Regions from separate parts of the Rattus norvegicus genome. Here region 2 is linked to region 1. Evidence: chromatin contacts called from public Hi-C data. All regions are on one chromosome and are shown on one strand. Each heading gives the region's core, a stretch centred on a gene start, on an enhancer-like site or on the middle of the called end of the contact. The rest is flanking DNA. Distances are from core to core; before and after follow the strand shown. Region 1 has its middle 190 kb from the start of Pakap. Region 2 overlaps Pakap (paralemmin A kinase anchor protein).

What was found. A called contact is a pair of places that touch in the nucleus more often than the background predicts.
Region 2: a contact with region 1 is called in a Hi-C map of Schwann cells, with 9 times the contacts expected there. The contact joins two enhancer-like sites. A contact is called at or near these places in 10 of 12 Hi-C or Micro-C datasets (the A7r5 cell line, the Rat2 cell line, Schwann cells and 6 more) and 1 of 1 datasets of contacts at active chromatin or transcription factors (oligodendrocytes).

Annotation. Positions count from the first base shown.
Region 1 is chr5:77,207,383-77,211,412 of GRCr8, reverse strand. It overlaps a transcript of Pakap not described here. Among named protein-coding and RNA genes, the nearest start is that of Pakap, 190 kb to the left of the region's middle. Within about 2 kb of position 2,197, at least 31 of the 93 cell types and tissues checked have an H3K27ac peak or open chromatin away from gene starts, as enhancers often do. A contact at or near this core is called in Schwann cells, where this site is marked.
Region 2 is chr5:77,437,805-77,441,834 of GRCr8, reverse strand. Pakap (paralemmin A kinase anchor protein) reads right to left here. Exons shown (of 5, transcript NM_001309260.1): 5 at 1-2,322. The coding sequence ends at 2,224. Among named protein-coding and RNA genes, the nearest start is that of C5h9orf152, 23 kb to the left of the region's middle. Within about 2 kb of position 1,949, at least 4 of the 93 cell types and tissues checked have an H3K27ac peak or open chromatin away from gene starts, as enhancers often do. A contact at or near this core is called in Schwann cells, where this site is marked.

The sequences.
Region 1 (4,030 bases), core at 948-3,447:
CAACCACATGGTGGCTCACAACCATCTGTAATGGAATCCAATGCCCTCTTCTGGTGTGTCTGAAGATAGCTACAGTGTACTCACATAAATAAAACAAATAAATCTTAAAAAAAACCCCAAAAGAATTATATTAAAAAAAACTGATGTGGGGCTGGAGAGATGGCTCAGTGCTCGGGGCACTGTTATTCTTCCAGAGGATCCAGGTTCAAGCCCCAGTACCCATATGGTGGCTCACCATCATCTCAAACTCCAATTCCAAAGGATCCATCCTTGTCTGGTCTCTGTGGACACACACACACGGCATCCATAAAAGCAATACTCATTTAAATAAAAGCAAATAAAGATTAAAAAAAGAATTTGACTCTTTCATTGAAAGAAATGATTATTTAGGTGTCCAACAAAAGTGATGGTAAAATTAGCCGATAGTCTCTGAATTTATCACGAGCTAGAGAGTATAGGACGGATAGGCATGGCTCAGGTTTTTACCGTTATAACCTATACCTGACTGAGGCTGAGATTGAGGCTGTCAGTGGCGAAACTGCTATGAGCTGCCATCCCTAAGATACAGAGCTGGGTTTGCTGGAGCCTGGAAAATCAACTTCCACTCAATACAATCCTGTTTCCTAAGAAGAAATGAAGCTTTCCTGCTGTAAAGGTCTACAGTTCCTCCTCGCTCTGGGATAGAATCGAGTCCTTCCAATTCTTTAAAGGCACAGAACGATGCTGGATGAGGAGGGAGCTGATTGGAACCTCTGCCCACACCATATCTTTCCTCGGCTTGACTGTTCATTGGAGCACAAGTAGATTTGGGTACCACCCCACCTTGGAAGCATGAACAGCGCGGTGCTACGGGCTGCCTCCACAATGCATGGAAGAGTGTTCACCCCCAGCCAGAGCTCACACTGTACTGCTGAAAGTTGCTTTGAGAAAGGAGCCCTTTCCGCCTGTGGCCATGTGCACCATGTGGGGGTGGGGGTGGGGGTTCCATGAGCTGCCGGACAAACAGGGTCTCTGCCATTTGAGCCCTAGAAGGGAGGATGCTGACCATTCGGAAAGCATAGATGGCATGCTCATTGTACCGGGGCCAGAGCCTCAGAAAGGGTTAGAGTTGGGGGCGGAGGAAGGAGATAAGCGGCTAGGTAAATCCAAATAGACTTTTCCGAAGGAAACTTAGTCAGAGCTTTTGGGTGTTCCTAACCATGTTTTCCGTGTTTGACATCACTGGGTGACAGTTCTTTTTCTGTGGAGAAGTTTGTCTCTCTGCTGGGACAATTCCAAAGTTATTCTAAGAGTTCCTGCACAGAGCAGATCAAGCCAATCAGGAAGCTCCTCCGAATGGGCTCAGCCCAGCAAGGTTGTTTCCCACTCGGACACTTCCGGGCATTGTTCTGTAGCTTGTTCTCAGAGGCCAAACTCTGGGCCCCGCCCCTCGCCTCAGAAGCTGGGGGCTCGTGGCCCAGCTGTGGCCCAGCTGTGGGTGCCCTGTACAAGACTCAGGGACCAGACACCAGGCAAGGTGGGGAAAAGCTTGTAACGAAACCCCAGCTCCGAGCCCGGGTGAGCAAAGCAGAAATAATGATTAATTAAATGATAATGATAATGAAATAAATGGGGTTGCCCAGTGTCTAGAATTTGTATTTGTTCAGCAAGACCTTGGATTTTTCCCTTCTCAGCACACTTTCTTGTCAGACTAGTTCCAATAGCAGCCGGACTGTCCAAGACCCACAGGGCCCCTCGACACTCGACAGCAGGTAGCCCATTCTCCACTCTGGAGATTTAAGGTGAAGTGTTAGAGCATAAATCTGAACTTCAAGCCTGTAACTTAAAAATCTCCCAAGGACTAAAATTGTCTCAACTTCACGAGTTCCCACTACAAGGACAATAAGCCCCACCTAAGACGCTTCTCAACGCCGTCATCGGGCCAGAGCCGGAAACACCTGGAGGAACAGTCTGCAAACTCAGGCTTCTCTTCCAGTGGTCGAAATGCCCAGCAATGCATCCTGCAAAGGCTGTAGACACATCTCAGCTCAACACTGCTGGCCTCCTTGGAGCCTCTCTGACATTTCTGTCATTTTTACCCGCTCACAGATACAACAGAAATATACTGTCTTTGAAATGCCAGAGAGAAGGCCCTCTAGAGTTTTTCGCTGCTGCTTGGGGGTTTTGAGGTGGAAGCAGCTCGCCCTGGCTCAGACTCATGAGTGCCTCCTAGTGGCTACATCATGTAAAGGCTCAGGGATGGACTGGCTTTCAGTGAGGCCCGCTGGTCTGTGGTTTCGGTTTTCTCCTTTTAAGTCAGCAGAGATGACCACTATCTTACCATATTTATTATGGTGTTTTGAAACAACTATTATGATGAAAATGCTATTCTGAGAAAGGTGTAGATTTCTGGAACTTTCATCCCACACGCTCTGTAGGAATAAAGTTTCCCTCACATCGGGAACTCCCCAGTGGAAACTTCCAGATGCAAAATGATTCATGTGTAGGGATCGAAGCCAAAATGAATGGCACTCCTGAAGCCAAATTAGAGTTTTTGTTAACACGTGAGTTCAGAGCCAAAGGAAAACAATGGTGCTTAAGATTTCTCCTGTACTGTGCTAGACATGTAGCTCGGTGGCAGAAACACTTGCCCAGTGTTTGTGAGAACCCGACTTCCATTCCAGAACTGGAAAAATCAAAACAAAACCAGTTATCTACAGACTTAAGCTTTTAATCAAAGCCTTCTGTCAGAGACAACCTGATAGACCATTTGAAATGCAAGTACTGGGACAGAGACGGAGACTGAAAATTCTTTTTTTGTTTGTTTGTTTGTTTGTTTGTTGTTGTTGTTTTAAGACTGAAAATCTTTTCCAGAAATGCTTGAAGCATTTTGAATTTCAGTTTCTGTTTTGCAGAGTCTCTCGTGGCCTGGTGTGGCCTTGTATTCACAGTGTTGCAAGCGGGCCTTGACCTTCCAATACTCTTGCCTCCACGGACCAAGTGCTGGTGGTACAGGCATTCGCCATGACCCCTGGCTTACTGTAGGCTTCAGGGTTTGGGATTCTTGAACATGGGTAAGAGGATTCCCCAAAGATGGGTTGAGCATCTTAATCACATTCTACATACGCTTCCTTCACATAGCCTGATGCTAATTTTACACATTCACTATTTTAAATCATTTTGTCCATAAAACAAAGGCCCTTGGTATGAAATTCTCCATTTGTGGTACTCTGATAACACTTTAAGGAGGTTCCAGCTTTGGAGCATTTCAGATTTGGGATTTGGAGAATTAAGAATGCAAAAACTATAGGGCATAGTGTGCCAAAACTGTGTAATATATACATATATATGTATACATGTGTGTGTGTGTGTGTGTGTGTGTGTGTGTGTGTGTGTGCGCGCGCACTGTTCACTGACTCCCTCCTGCCTCTGCTTTCTCAATAGGGGTACAGGTGGTCATCAGCACAGCCAGCTCTATTACAATAGACATCCTTACTTGGCTCACTTCTTCCTATATGCCCTGGACACTGTCATCTTCATATTGTTGGGTCTACTCCAGAAGTCCCCTCCCTGTTCTCTGACATTCCCATCTCCTGAAACTTCCATCACCTGCTGAGAGCACAGGGAAGCCTCAGTACAATTCCGGCCACAGCAGAGTCTAAGGCAGACTAAACTCGGCTTGTAACTAAGACAGGTGCCTGGGCGTGGAAGGTCTCCTGCAGAGGCCATGACCTGGGACCAGCAATACATGGTTTTGTGTGAGGGGACAGATGCCTGAACACAACAGCCACACTTGGGAATGCTCACATTTTCATGAAACCCAAACTGTACCCAATAGTGGCAATAGTGGCAGCAGGGAACAGGTCCATGAGTGGTTTTGACCATACGAGGCCCTTTCCCACAGTAATTGGGGATTGTTTTATTGCAGTGTTAAGAAGAGAAAATTGTGAGGGAGAGACAGATAGAGATAGAGATGAGACAGACAGACAGATAGAATATTTGTGCAACCGCCTGCTTGTTTTAGGCATAGGTGTTAGCTAGTTTCCATTAA
Region 2 (4,030 bases), core at 700-3,199, 230 kb before region 1:
TAATAACATTATGTCTAAAAGAATGAACCATCTAAAGACGGCGCGCACTTCCGGCGTACGATTTTGGCTAGCGACTGCAGAATCTGTCTTGGAGTTACACGTTCCCTTGGTAGTTTTTAAGCATCCCTATAAGCCATGAGACAACTCCATCTTTTTACCTGTGCCCACTACTTACTAGTGAGTAAGCTTTTCCCTAAAGTCACACTAGCCTAATTTAAAGAAAACAAAACAAAACAAAACAAAAAAGCCAAGATAGTGTGTGGAGTGTGCATATAAGTATTGTGGAGTCGCTACTCATTAGAATAACATATTAGATCTTATAACATAATAACATAAAAACAAAAATGAATTTTAGCAAGGTATGATTTAATTATTGCTTGTAAGAAATAGCTTAAAAATAAAGGAAAAATAATGAAGGCTGGTTAGTTCTTCTTTTTCTTCCTCCTTCCCCTTCCATGCCTTCTCCCCCTCCTCCCACCTCCCCTTCCTGGCCAGAAATGAAACATTTTCTCATTCAGAAACTCAGGGCACCCGATTAGTGAACGTCCTTATCATATTGCTTGAAATGACAGAAAGAATGAAGCCGGTGTCCTCTGTGGTACACGAGGCACGGACAGAAAGCATGAGAATAAATAGGGTGTGTACTAAATGTCAAATTATCAATACAAAACTGCTGGAAACTTCACGACTGTCACTCATGCAAATGCCATAGTTCAGTCAGCTTGACATCAGGAATACTGCATCAGCCCTGTGTCTTCCCTGTGCCTTTTCATAAAAAAAGAAAACTGTCACTCACTCCTGAAGTCGACAGGCAGCTACAGAGGAAATACTGTACACCCATGTGTCACGGTCAACACACCACACACACACACACACACACACACACACACACACCCCACGCTGGCATATATTTACTCACCAACATACATGCCTTATACAAGCACACAAAGGCATACACACCATCTTTAGGATTTGTAGCTGATTCCACATGTGTACTTAAATTTCTATGCTATATTTTTCTCTCTGTCGTCCTGGAAAACACTGGTTGTTCAGCAAAAATAATCTCCCTTCCTTCCTTCCTTTCCCATTCTTTGTCTCTCTCGCCCCTTTCTCTTCCTATCTCCATGCGTTTAAGGTTGCCTTTCTCAGATCCAAAACAGCTCATCCTATGCCACAGCCACCTCTAAGGCCCACTTTAAAATAGAAAATAGTTACAAACACCTTATTTCTGGTCATCTACCTTCCTGAAGGCAGAGTCTGCCCCCTTTTATTTTCAATTATTGCCATTCTAAAAATACCCCTACCATCTTGAACCAAGCCGTTCAAATGTGTACAGGTTTTATCCCGTGTCCCTGTTCCCCCATCCCATCATAAAAATAGTCATTGCTCACTAAATATACTTTTCATATGAAGAAACGTAACCGTGAAAGTGTGTTTCCCTAAACTGATCAGTCAACGATAAAAGCAGACAAGGTCCTAAAGCTAATAACCCTTTTGGTTTGGCTCTCTCCCCCACCGTCCTCAACCTCCTGCTGTAGGATAGATTGCGTCTGCAACGTGAAGAGATATTGCCTTAAAAATACAGACTTTATATATATTGTGACCATTAGGTGCTCCCAATTTCAAATGATTACATATAAGAGAGATCGAATCCTTGTTGCCTCCTTTTGGGGCAACTATGGAAAGGAACACCATTTGTTTTTATGGCTGCTGGAGAAAATGGAGTCAACCCAACACTTCTGATGCCTTGACGGAGAAAGGGGTGGGAAGCTGGTGGAGGGGTAGCCTGTGTGCTGTAGGCTGCACCAGGCTGGGGCCTGTTGGTTGCCTTGGAATGGCCTGTTTGCTCCTCCGTAACGCCCAGCCGAGGCTGGCTTCAGTTCTGCCTGCAGCAACTACGTGGACTTGCTTGTCCCGTCTGTGTCCCTTTGGATCAGTTGTGGAATGGTCCAAAGCCAAGGCTTTCTTTGAGTCACAAAGACACCCTTTCTCCTCTGCCCCGTCTCAGAGTTTGATGGGTGAACTTCCTGTTCGCTTCGCTTTGCTTTTTTGTGTTTCGTTTTGTTTTATTATCATTGTGTATTGCAGCTTCTGGTCTACATGAGGGTTATTGAGTTTGTATGCACTTTAATAAGTAGTCTATTAAAATGCGTCTGATTCAATAATTTCTTGGTTTCTTTGCGGAAACTCTTTGGCCAAGGAGTTTCCTGGGCTGAAGGAAGTTTATTCATTGTCCTCCTCCTCCTGGTTGGCATAAATCCCTGCCTCCCAGCGCAAGGCCAGAGCACTCTTCCTTCGATTAACCCGAGTGGCCTCCAGGACCTGAAAAGAGATGGGGAGGAAAATTAGCACAGAGTCCACATGAACCAACTTCTGTTTCTTCCCTCTGCTCTATTCGCTCATTCAACACCCTGACAACGGTGACACAGGCTCTCGTATTGCTGGGGGTAGGTGATGAGTAGCAGAGACCGGACAAAGGGGCGGGACAGGTGACTTAATTTCAAAGCCAAAATCCACATACTACCTGGTGCATGATTTCCAATGTCCTTTTTCTCTCTCACAGGTTTACAAGTTTCTTTAAACGAGACTTGACTCTGCCTCAGGTGTCTTTGGTTTTGGCTTTGCAGTGCTGGAGGCTGAACCCGGAGCATTGAGCATGCTGGACAAACACACTACAGCTGAGTTCCACCCGTATCCCACAGCTGAATATTCTAAAGTCACACTCTCTCTCTCCAAGCTGCCCGGTCCTGTTACGCTGTGCCACCCAAAATGGCAGCCGCTCTCCACATGTGGCCAGTAGGCCTTTGAAGTTTGCAGTCAGACAGCTGAGAAACATTCCATTTTAGTGAATTTTAATTTAAATTTAAATAGCTCCCCTCCTGAGGCTAGCAACCACCGTTTTGAACAGCACAACTACGGACCCCCTTAGCTGCCTCTTAACTAAAGTTGGGGAAGGAGTGTCAAACCATGGGCCAGTGTGGAGCTGATGATGCAGCAGGTCTGCAAACCCACATGACACTGGGAAAATATTTATATCACAAGAATCTACCACAGTGGAATGAAACACAAACGGCCACCAAGTGAGGGAACGGGGAAGCTTTTAGGACAGTGAAAAGCCGCCGTCGCTCTGGTGTGTGCGTCATCGAGGTCATGAACACTACTAATAAATTAAACTAATAAATTAAAGGGGGCAACATTGAGGCCAGGTAGGCTCACGCCCAGAAGGTGGGACACCCCTCCCCCGTCTATTACAGACGTCTGTGGGCTCCTGAGAGAAGACCAGTCAGGAGACAGTCAGGCCGCCAGTCCCAGTTTTAGTTCGGATAGGATGGATCTAGATGAAAGGCACAGAAGAGGCCAGACATGAGACGGTTCCAGTCAGCCACTGGAACAAGTGCAAGCTCATGCACGCCAGGCACTCTGGCATTCACTTAGGGCACAGAGTCTCTAACTTCAGAGGAAAGTCCTGGTTGGTTTTTCCGAGCCACAACTGAACACTGTGGTTTCTTCTAAAAATTATTATTTAGGCATTGGGCAGTGATGTTGCCCACTCCAGAGAGGTAGGAAGATGCCATTCGGAAGCACGTGCTGGGCTGGGCTGAAGGACTGAGGTCCATGCCAGCATGCTCTTTGCTTCTGGGTCAAATGCAAGGGCTACAGGCAGGATGCAGCCAGCCTCCTTTGCTGTGTGAATGATACAGTGTTAAGAACCATATCCATGGCAGGACCAGCTCTGTGCACATTGCGGACATACACAACACAAGAACGCATGTTTCCAGGCCTGGGAGCTAAACAGGGGTGTTCTGGCCAATGTGCGATAGCAGAGGAATGGTTGACAATTCTGCATGGGTGGTAATGCCCGAACCTCGTGCTTCACCCTTGCCTCTTGCTCATCTTCTCGCCCTTGTCCCAACACCAAGGCTTTCTCAGGAGGCAGTTCAGCCTCTGCAGCTCAACAAGATCCAGATTTTAAATTGTCGTGACAGTGTGACCTTGCAAAAGTCACCAACTCCAGTGCCTGTCTATCTCC